2 separate regions of the Mus musculus genome follow, and region 1 is linked to region 2. The links are chromatin contacts, called in public HiChIP or PLAC-seq maps. All regions are on one chromosome and are shown on one strand. The core of a region is the stretch at or near the end of the contact, and the rest is flanking DNA. Distances in the headings are between cores, read along the strand shown. Region 1 overlaps Itpr1 (inositol 1,4,5-trisphosphate receptor 1). Region 2 overlaps 0610040F04Rik (RIKEN cDNA 0610040F04 gene).

What was found. HiChIP or PLAC-seq counts read pairs in DNA pulled down with a chosen protein or histone mark.
Region 1: a contact with region 2 is called in a BATF HiChIP or PLAC-seq map of CD8 T cells, with 23 read pairs. The contact joins two enhancer-like sites. A contact is called at or near these places in 1 of 15 datasets of contacts at CTCF or cohesin (CD8 T cells), 3 of 484 Hi-C or Micro-C datasets (B cells, embryonic stem cells and liver), 6 of 115 datasets of contacts at active chromatin or transcription factors (CD8 T cells, the HPC-7 cell line, T-cell acute lymphoblastic leukemia and 3 more) and 2 of 9 other capture datasets (liver and pancreatic islet).

What each region holds. Positions count from the first base shown.
Region 1 is chr6:108,539,310-108,542,904 of GRCm38.p6, reverse strand. Itpr1 (inositol 1,4,5-trisphosphate receptor 1) reads right to left here. Exons shown (of 62, transcript NM_010585.5): 61 at 841-1,002. Among named protein-coding and RNA genes, the nearest start is that of Gm44040, 5.4 kb to the right of the region's middle. Within about 2 kb of position 2,229, at least 19 of the 459 cell types and tissues checked have an H3K27ac peak or open chromatin away from gene starts, as enhancers often do. A contact at or near this core is called in CD8 T cells, where this site is marked.
Region 2 is chr6:108,628,965-108,632,273 of GRCm38.p6, reverse strand. All of the region lies in intron 1 of 0610040F04Rik (RIKEN cDNA 0610040F04 gene), which reads left to right. Among named protein-coding and RNA genes, the nearest start is that of Bhlhe40, 30 kb to the left of the region's middle. Within about 2 kb of position 1,558, at least 75 of the 459 cell types and tissues checked have an H3K27ac peak or open chromatin away from gene starts, as enhancers often do. A contact at or near this core is called in CD8 T cells, where this site is marked.

The DNA.
Region 1 (3,595 bases), core at 980-3,479, 90 kb after region 2:
AAATGCTCTTTCAACTGCCTCTGAGAAGTGTTTATTGCAGGCCAGCTCTTCTCTAGTTGTGAAATGCTTAAAAGTTGTAAGTCACCTGTGGGTACACCTTGCTACTTACCTCCAGGACAGGCTTGTCCAGTGCCTACTGCAGTGTCTATGGTGCCCATTAAAACGCCTTCAGAACCATATGATGCTGAGCTGTACCTGTTAGTATGTGGCTATCTCTGGGGAGCTGCTCCCCATCCCTGGTTCAAGTCCTTGACCCAAAGTGGCCCCTATCACTATACAACTATCTGGTGACTGCTGTGCTCTCAAGGCATCAAAGGTCTGTGGGTGGAGGACAATAAGCTAGGTTTAGTGTGAATCTGCCATCTCTTTTCAACTTCCCTCAAGAGGTAGTAGGGCAGGGGGCTGTGTTTCTGAGAGGACTAGAAAAGCTCCCCCAAACCTGCAGTTTCTCTCAAGTGGTGGAGTTTTAAAATGCGGGTGAACACCTGAGAAGTCACAGGGCTGAGAAGCTAAAGCAGAACTAAGCACACACTCTCCCATCGGTGAGTCAGGTCTCAAAGGGTGCAGCTCTATGCAGCGTAATGGTTTTGTTGCTCAGTGTTTCACTATAGTTTACATATTGAGACCACAGCCTAAGTAGTGCAGAAACAGTGACATATCCATGCCAAGGGTGAGGGCAGCCAAAGCAGTGACTCTGAGGGGGGAGTCTGTCTTCTGACCCCCAGTCCCCTCCATGGAGGTGAGATGCTTCATTACCGCAGCGTGAGTGCTGCCAGAGTTGGGATGGGAGACCGCAGTGAGGATGGGGTGGGGGGTGGGTGAGGGGGTTTGGCCCTTTACCTGGTCCTTTAGTTCTGACAGCTGGCCAGAAAGATTGGTGACCAGCTTCATGGTAGACTCCAGCTTCTCCTGCAGGTTCCTCAGCTCGTTCTGTTCCCCTTCAGAATCGCTGCTGACCAGGGACATGGCTCTCATTCTGGGGAACCAATCAAGGTTTCTTTCCTAGAATTCACAAAGAGAAACAGAGGGAGGCACTTCTGAGGGTGGAAACGGAAAAGAGTTATCTTTTCCCGTCATCCTCCCATGGCTGGCATCAGAGTCTTCCTTGTTAACTCTCCATATGTTGTTTGTTCGTTTATGTTTTGGTTTGGTTTGGAAACAGTACTCATTAGGTACTACTGACTGGCCCAAAAGTGTGTAGATCAGGCTGGCTTTGAACTCACAGAGGTCTCTGTCTGACTCTGACTTACAAACATTGAGATTAAAGGTGTAGATTACTATGCTTGACCCCACTTAATTATTTTGAGAAAAGGACTCTTATTCATGTGAGCTCCCCAACTTGGCTAGACTCCCTGGCCAGCAAACCCCAGAGATCCCCGCTTCTTTGGGAGCACAGGTATACGGACACCTGGTCTGACTTCTTCCGTGGGTTCTGGGGAGCCAAACCCAGGCCCTCGGGCTCTTGTGGCCAGCACTTTACTGACTGAGCCGTCTCCCTAGCCTAGAGAAGCTGCAGTCAACACGGTGGAGCTCTTAATTCCCGGAAGAGGAAACTGCTGTACAATTGAATGTAAGGGGAAAGTAGGCTTCTAGTTTAAGCTCCTAGCTGAGCAGTGGACACTGCCTCTTTAGCTTCTGTCTGTAGTACTACGGCTCTTAGCTTTGCCAAGCTACATGACTGACAAACTTTGTTTCAGAATGGGGCATAAGAACACGCAGAAGAAACAGTAATTTTTAAGTCACAACCCAGGAGCACCGAATACATTCACACTGCTGCATAGCCTACACCAGGCTTCCTACACTCCTTCTTCCTAACTGAAACCCCGCGCCCTTTATGTGCCCCTGATGTTACCATCTTTTCTCTGAGGCTTTGACCACTGTAAGTACCTCACACTGCACTGTATTTAAAAGGAGCTACATGGGGCTGGGGGGAACCTGCATTAAGTTCCTTCCTGTTCTGGCATTTTAAAGGCCATGTGTGAATTTCCTTGGGTAAAGGGATTGTTAATGGACTGAAGACGAGGCAATGGGCTCCTGAATCCATTTCCAGTTTGTGAACTTCTGGAAGGTACCACCACGTTCCTTCCAGCCTTCAGTAGGCGACAGATGCTGCTCACTGTACAAGGCTGGGCAGTTCAGCCACATGCCCCACCCAGCTCCATCCTCTTGGTGTCTCAGCCTGTACGTGTGAACGGTCTTTCTCACCTTTGGTTAGCAGAGTGGGACTTTTCCTTCTCTCACCTCACTTCCTTCTTCCCATGATGCCTCCCTCCTGAACAGCATGCCTCATACTCGGGGCAGGAATGCACAGAGATCCAGGGGAACTGATTCACTCTGGGCCTAGCCGCTGTCTTCTCACCTGGACCACTTTGATCTTATCAATACACACTGCACACTTTTCAGAACACCCCTGTAGGCAGGAACAATGATCTACTATGGGTTCCCAGCATTTCTCTGGGAGCCAGTCTTTTCTGACACAGACTACTTTTGTCTTTATGAACCATATGCCCTCTTCAAGATATCTATGAGCATGATGGAAAAGGAAAGATGCAGCTGTGTGCTTAAAAAAAAAAAAGCCATTATTTACAAGTGCTGGTGGCTCACTGGGTTTGCATTGTGAACTAGTGGTGTCCATATCTTGAGAGACCTAAGTCTAAATATGATATATCAGTTGAGATCAGTTAAGGTGATCTTTCAGGAGAAGCCATTCATAGACCTGGTTCAAAATAAAGAAGGCAACCCATGTTCTTGCACATCTTTGTGTGTGTGTGTGTGTGTGTGTGTGTGTGTGTATGTTGGTGGGGGAAGGGAGTCATGATCTCATGTATCCCAAGCTGGCCTCAAACTCACTGTGTCTAAGTTGACCTTGAACTCTTGATGCTCCAGCCTCTATCTCTTGACAGCTGAATTATAGCTATGTACTGCCATGTCCACTTCGGTGGCTCTGGGCAAGCATTCTACCAATTGAGTTACATCCCCAGCTCAAATCACAATGTAAAACATCAGGGGAGTCCACGAAGGAATTCCTAGGCGCTCACTACTGTTTAAGGTGAGGGGCTGGACCCAGCTCTATGGAGTGACTAGACCAAAGCTGACAGTCAGTGTTTGTGGGAGCATGGAGGGATCCTTCACAGACTCGACTCTACTCACATGAGCTTAAATAGTTAAACATGAGCTGCTTACAATGTTTCTTTTCTGCTGAAAGAAAAACATGGCACTGTCTACCCTGCTATATCCCCTGATAAACATTTATACTACCCCACATTCATTTTAGTAAATTTCTCAACAGAGCGACAGGCAAAAGATCAGCCCATAAAATACTCTGATTCAAAGCTACTAGCTAAAACGCTGAAGTGTTTCTCTGCCTGTAATCTGTTATCTACAGAGCAGCTTCAGTGACCTGCTGCTGCTGAGACTCTACAGGCCTGTGTCAGTCACTCAGACACATAAAACCATCTTAGTTCACGGGATGAAATGCTGAGGGAGAAAAGAATGTTGTATTTCAGAAGACAGAAGCATGTGGCTGCTGGGTAGTGAGCTTTCTCTCATCAGGGTAAACCAGCTTCTGTGAAGGGATCAGATGCTGGGGACTGGC
Region 2 (3,309 bases), core at 309-2,808:
ATCATAACACCTTTCTCTTACTTTTTTTTTTTGGCCCGAGGATGAATATTTGAAAGAACAGTTTCAAGGATTCAAGCCAGAAGACCTACAGTTTCTCAGACTAATGAGATAGAATTGTTTTAAAATAATAAATCATCTTCACTTTCAAGGGGTATTAAGAAAAAGCTCTTAAAAGGTTCCCTGGGTGACATCACCAGTCACCCAAACTGTCCCTTTGGTGGGAGCTCCAGACAGGATGAAACACAAAACTGAATTGTGTGGTCCTCTGCTAATGTTAGTAGTTGCCATTGCTTCCTGGCCTTTCCATCTTCACATAACAGCCTAATCCAGATGCAGACTATCTCTGAGGTTCTTCTTAACCGGTGATGGAAGAGATGCTATGCAAGCTTCATCTTAAACTTGACAACTTTTTCTTTCTACCCTTGGACCAGCCATCATGCTGTAAGAAGCCCTGGCATGTGAACACTCGTGTGATGCTTCAAGAGCGAGCCATCTTAGATGTACCAACCCAGATTGAGCTCCTCAGTCAAGGGTAAGGGATACGTAGTGCTCAGCCATATCCTACCTACTATCTGACTTTTGCCAATAAACTTTTATTAGAACCTAGCTTTGTCAAATCATTTGTATATATTCTGAGGCTATTCTCTCATGACAACATTAAAATCATACAGCCATGGGACAAACCTTATAACACAAAACGTGGAATATGTGCTGGTTGGCCCATTATAGGAAATGATGCCGACCTGTACCCAAGATGGCCATTGCACCAGCTGACATCTAAAATGGAAGGGCTCATTTGAACTCAATCAACCACAGGATTCTGAGAGATAGTGAAAGAGATGCCATCTTCACTCATCTAGTTTGGGGATTTGTTAGACAGCAGCATCTGAAATGAATGATAACCTCTTCCTCATTTTCCTCCTCCTCTTTCTCCTCCTCCTCCTCCTCCTCCTCTTTTCTTCCCCTCTTACTTCTACTTAAACATTTATAATTTATGGTAGCTATGTATGTGTCATTGATTCTCTCACCAAGCCCACATCCTTTTGGTTGCTAAACCCAACAAAGGTTTCTAGAACACCTCCTCAGTCATCTGACTCTTGGCCACTTTTGGCTACTTCTTAGTTATTGAAATCTCATAATCTTTGTTTTCTCTCATAGTGTACTTTTCTATTGCTGTGATAAAACACATGACCAAGACACATATAGAAGGAAGGATTTATTTAAAAGGTTACAGTTACAGAGGGAACTGTCATTGTCTTGTCATTGCACCAGGGAAGTATGGCAGCAGGCAGGCATGGTGACTGAAGCAATAAGCTTAGAGTGCCCATCTTAAACCACAGCCAGGAAGCTGAGAGCAAAGTGGGGATGGGTGTGGCTTTTGAAACCTCAAAACCTACCCCCAGTTGTATACTTCCTCCAGCAAGGCCACACCCCCCTAAATCTACCCAAATGGAACCACCAGCTGAGGACCAAATATTCAAATGAGTATGACTCTGGGGGGAGATCTCATTCAAATCACCAGACACAGGAAAGAGCTTGTCAATTTCCCTTTGGAAATTCTGCCCAACAGTTGTAGCTCCTCAGGATTCTCTCAGAGTTCATGCCACATCTAGTTAATATAGCTCTACCCTCGTGTATATCAGGCACTTGTCTGTGTCCATTAGTGGTTCATTAGTGAAGGAAATGTAAAAATCTATCTCTGCCCTTGGATAGATAACAAATTATCACAAAAGCTGGGGTGACAAATGCTTAGTTGATTATTACTCTTTTTTGGCATTACTAGGGACTGAATCTAGGGTCTGGTGTATTTAAAGCAAGCACTGTTCTGCTGAGCTATTGTGCCAGCCAGCAATAAGCACTTTAAAAGGAAATACAGGAGAAGAATGGGGTACAGATGAGAGTAGGGGGATGGAGGGGCAATCTAAAGAAAGATGCCCAGATGCTGAGATGCTGACTTTGCGCAAAAGCCTCAAAAGGGGACTAGTACTGACACATGGGAATCTAAAGGAAGAAGATTCCAGGCAGAGGGAGCAGCAGGTCAAAGACCCAAAGGGGAAAATCTACAAGGGCTCAAAATACAAAGGATGCCCTGAGGGTACATGCAGTGAAGTTTAGGACCAAGGTCAGAAATAATGAGTTTGGATGCTGTCAGGGCTCACCAGCCAGTAGCAGTGTTTAGTCTCTTTTTTGGTGAGATGGGGTCTATGGGGGTTCATTAGGGAGTTTGAGAAGAATCAGGTCATCTAACGGACAGGACTCACCTGGCTGCTGAGGAGGAAGGAGGATGGAAGTGGAGGAAATGGTCATAGAGACACAAGCTAGGAGGCTCCAGGAATGACCTGAGTAATAGGGCAACAGTGGAAGTGAAATGGAGAGCCCATTTCTGGGATGTCCTCATGCTCTCATAGTTCCAGGTACCAACCCAACCTCTATGTTCACTCCCAGGTCTTCTCTTTCCTGCCTCAATCTCTGTTTTGAACTAGCCACATGTCTAATGAGCTACTCATTACTCTGTTTCAGGCTTCCGTAGGCACTGTAGTAGTTGATCTTTACTGCAAATTTGATAGGAATGGGGAATCACAAACCTCTGGACATGTCTCTGTGTGTGTATGTGTGTGGGGGGGGCATTTATAGGTTAGGCTAATTGAGCAAGGAAGACCTATGCTAAATGCAGGTTATACCATCCATAATCAATGATCTCCAACTAGAATATAAAAAGAAGGGAGGGAGAATAAATCACCTTCTGGCGCCTGCTGACTATGGACACAATATAATCAGCTGCCTTTCTCCACCATGATAGTGCCCTCATACTATGAGCCAAGATTAACCCTTTCCTTGGGTATTTTGCCATAGAGGCAATCAAAGTAACTAAGACACTTGGGCAGCACCTCAGTCCCCACTCTCTCCTCTGAATCCCCCCTTCCCATGCTCCTTTTGAACACTGCTAAATGCCTGTAGCCTCATCTCATTAAGGCATCTTTTTCAATGACTGCTCTCAACACGGGTGCTAATGGGCAATCCGTGCCGACCCGTAAACACCACACTAAGACATGTCATTATAACTTAGTTTATTAGATTTTGTTGTTGCTGTTGTTTATGGTAGCTTGAATGATTGTGAATAAGGTAGGGAAATTTTAGTAAGGATAGGATGGTGGCATACAGTATTAGTTCAGGGCAAGATGTCACTTGGAGGGTGGGGTATAGAAGTTACAGAGAGAGGTTTTTGCTTGTTTGTTTTTTTTTTTGTTTTGTTTTTAATTTCACAGTTTTATTTAACAGAGCACTGTCCCTGGTTTTTATTTTTGTTTT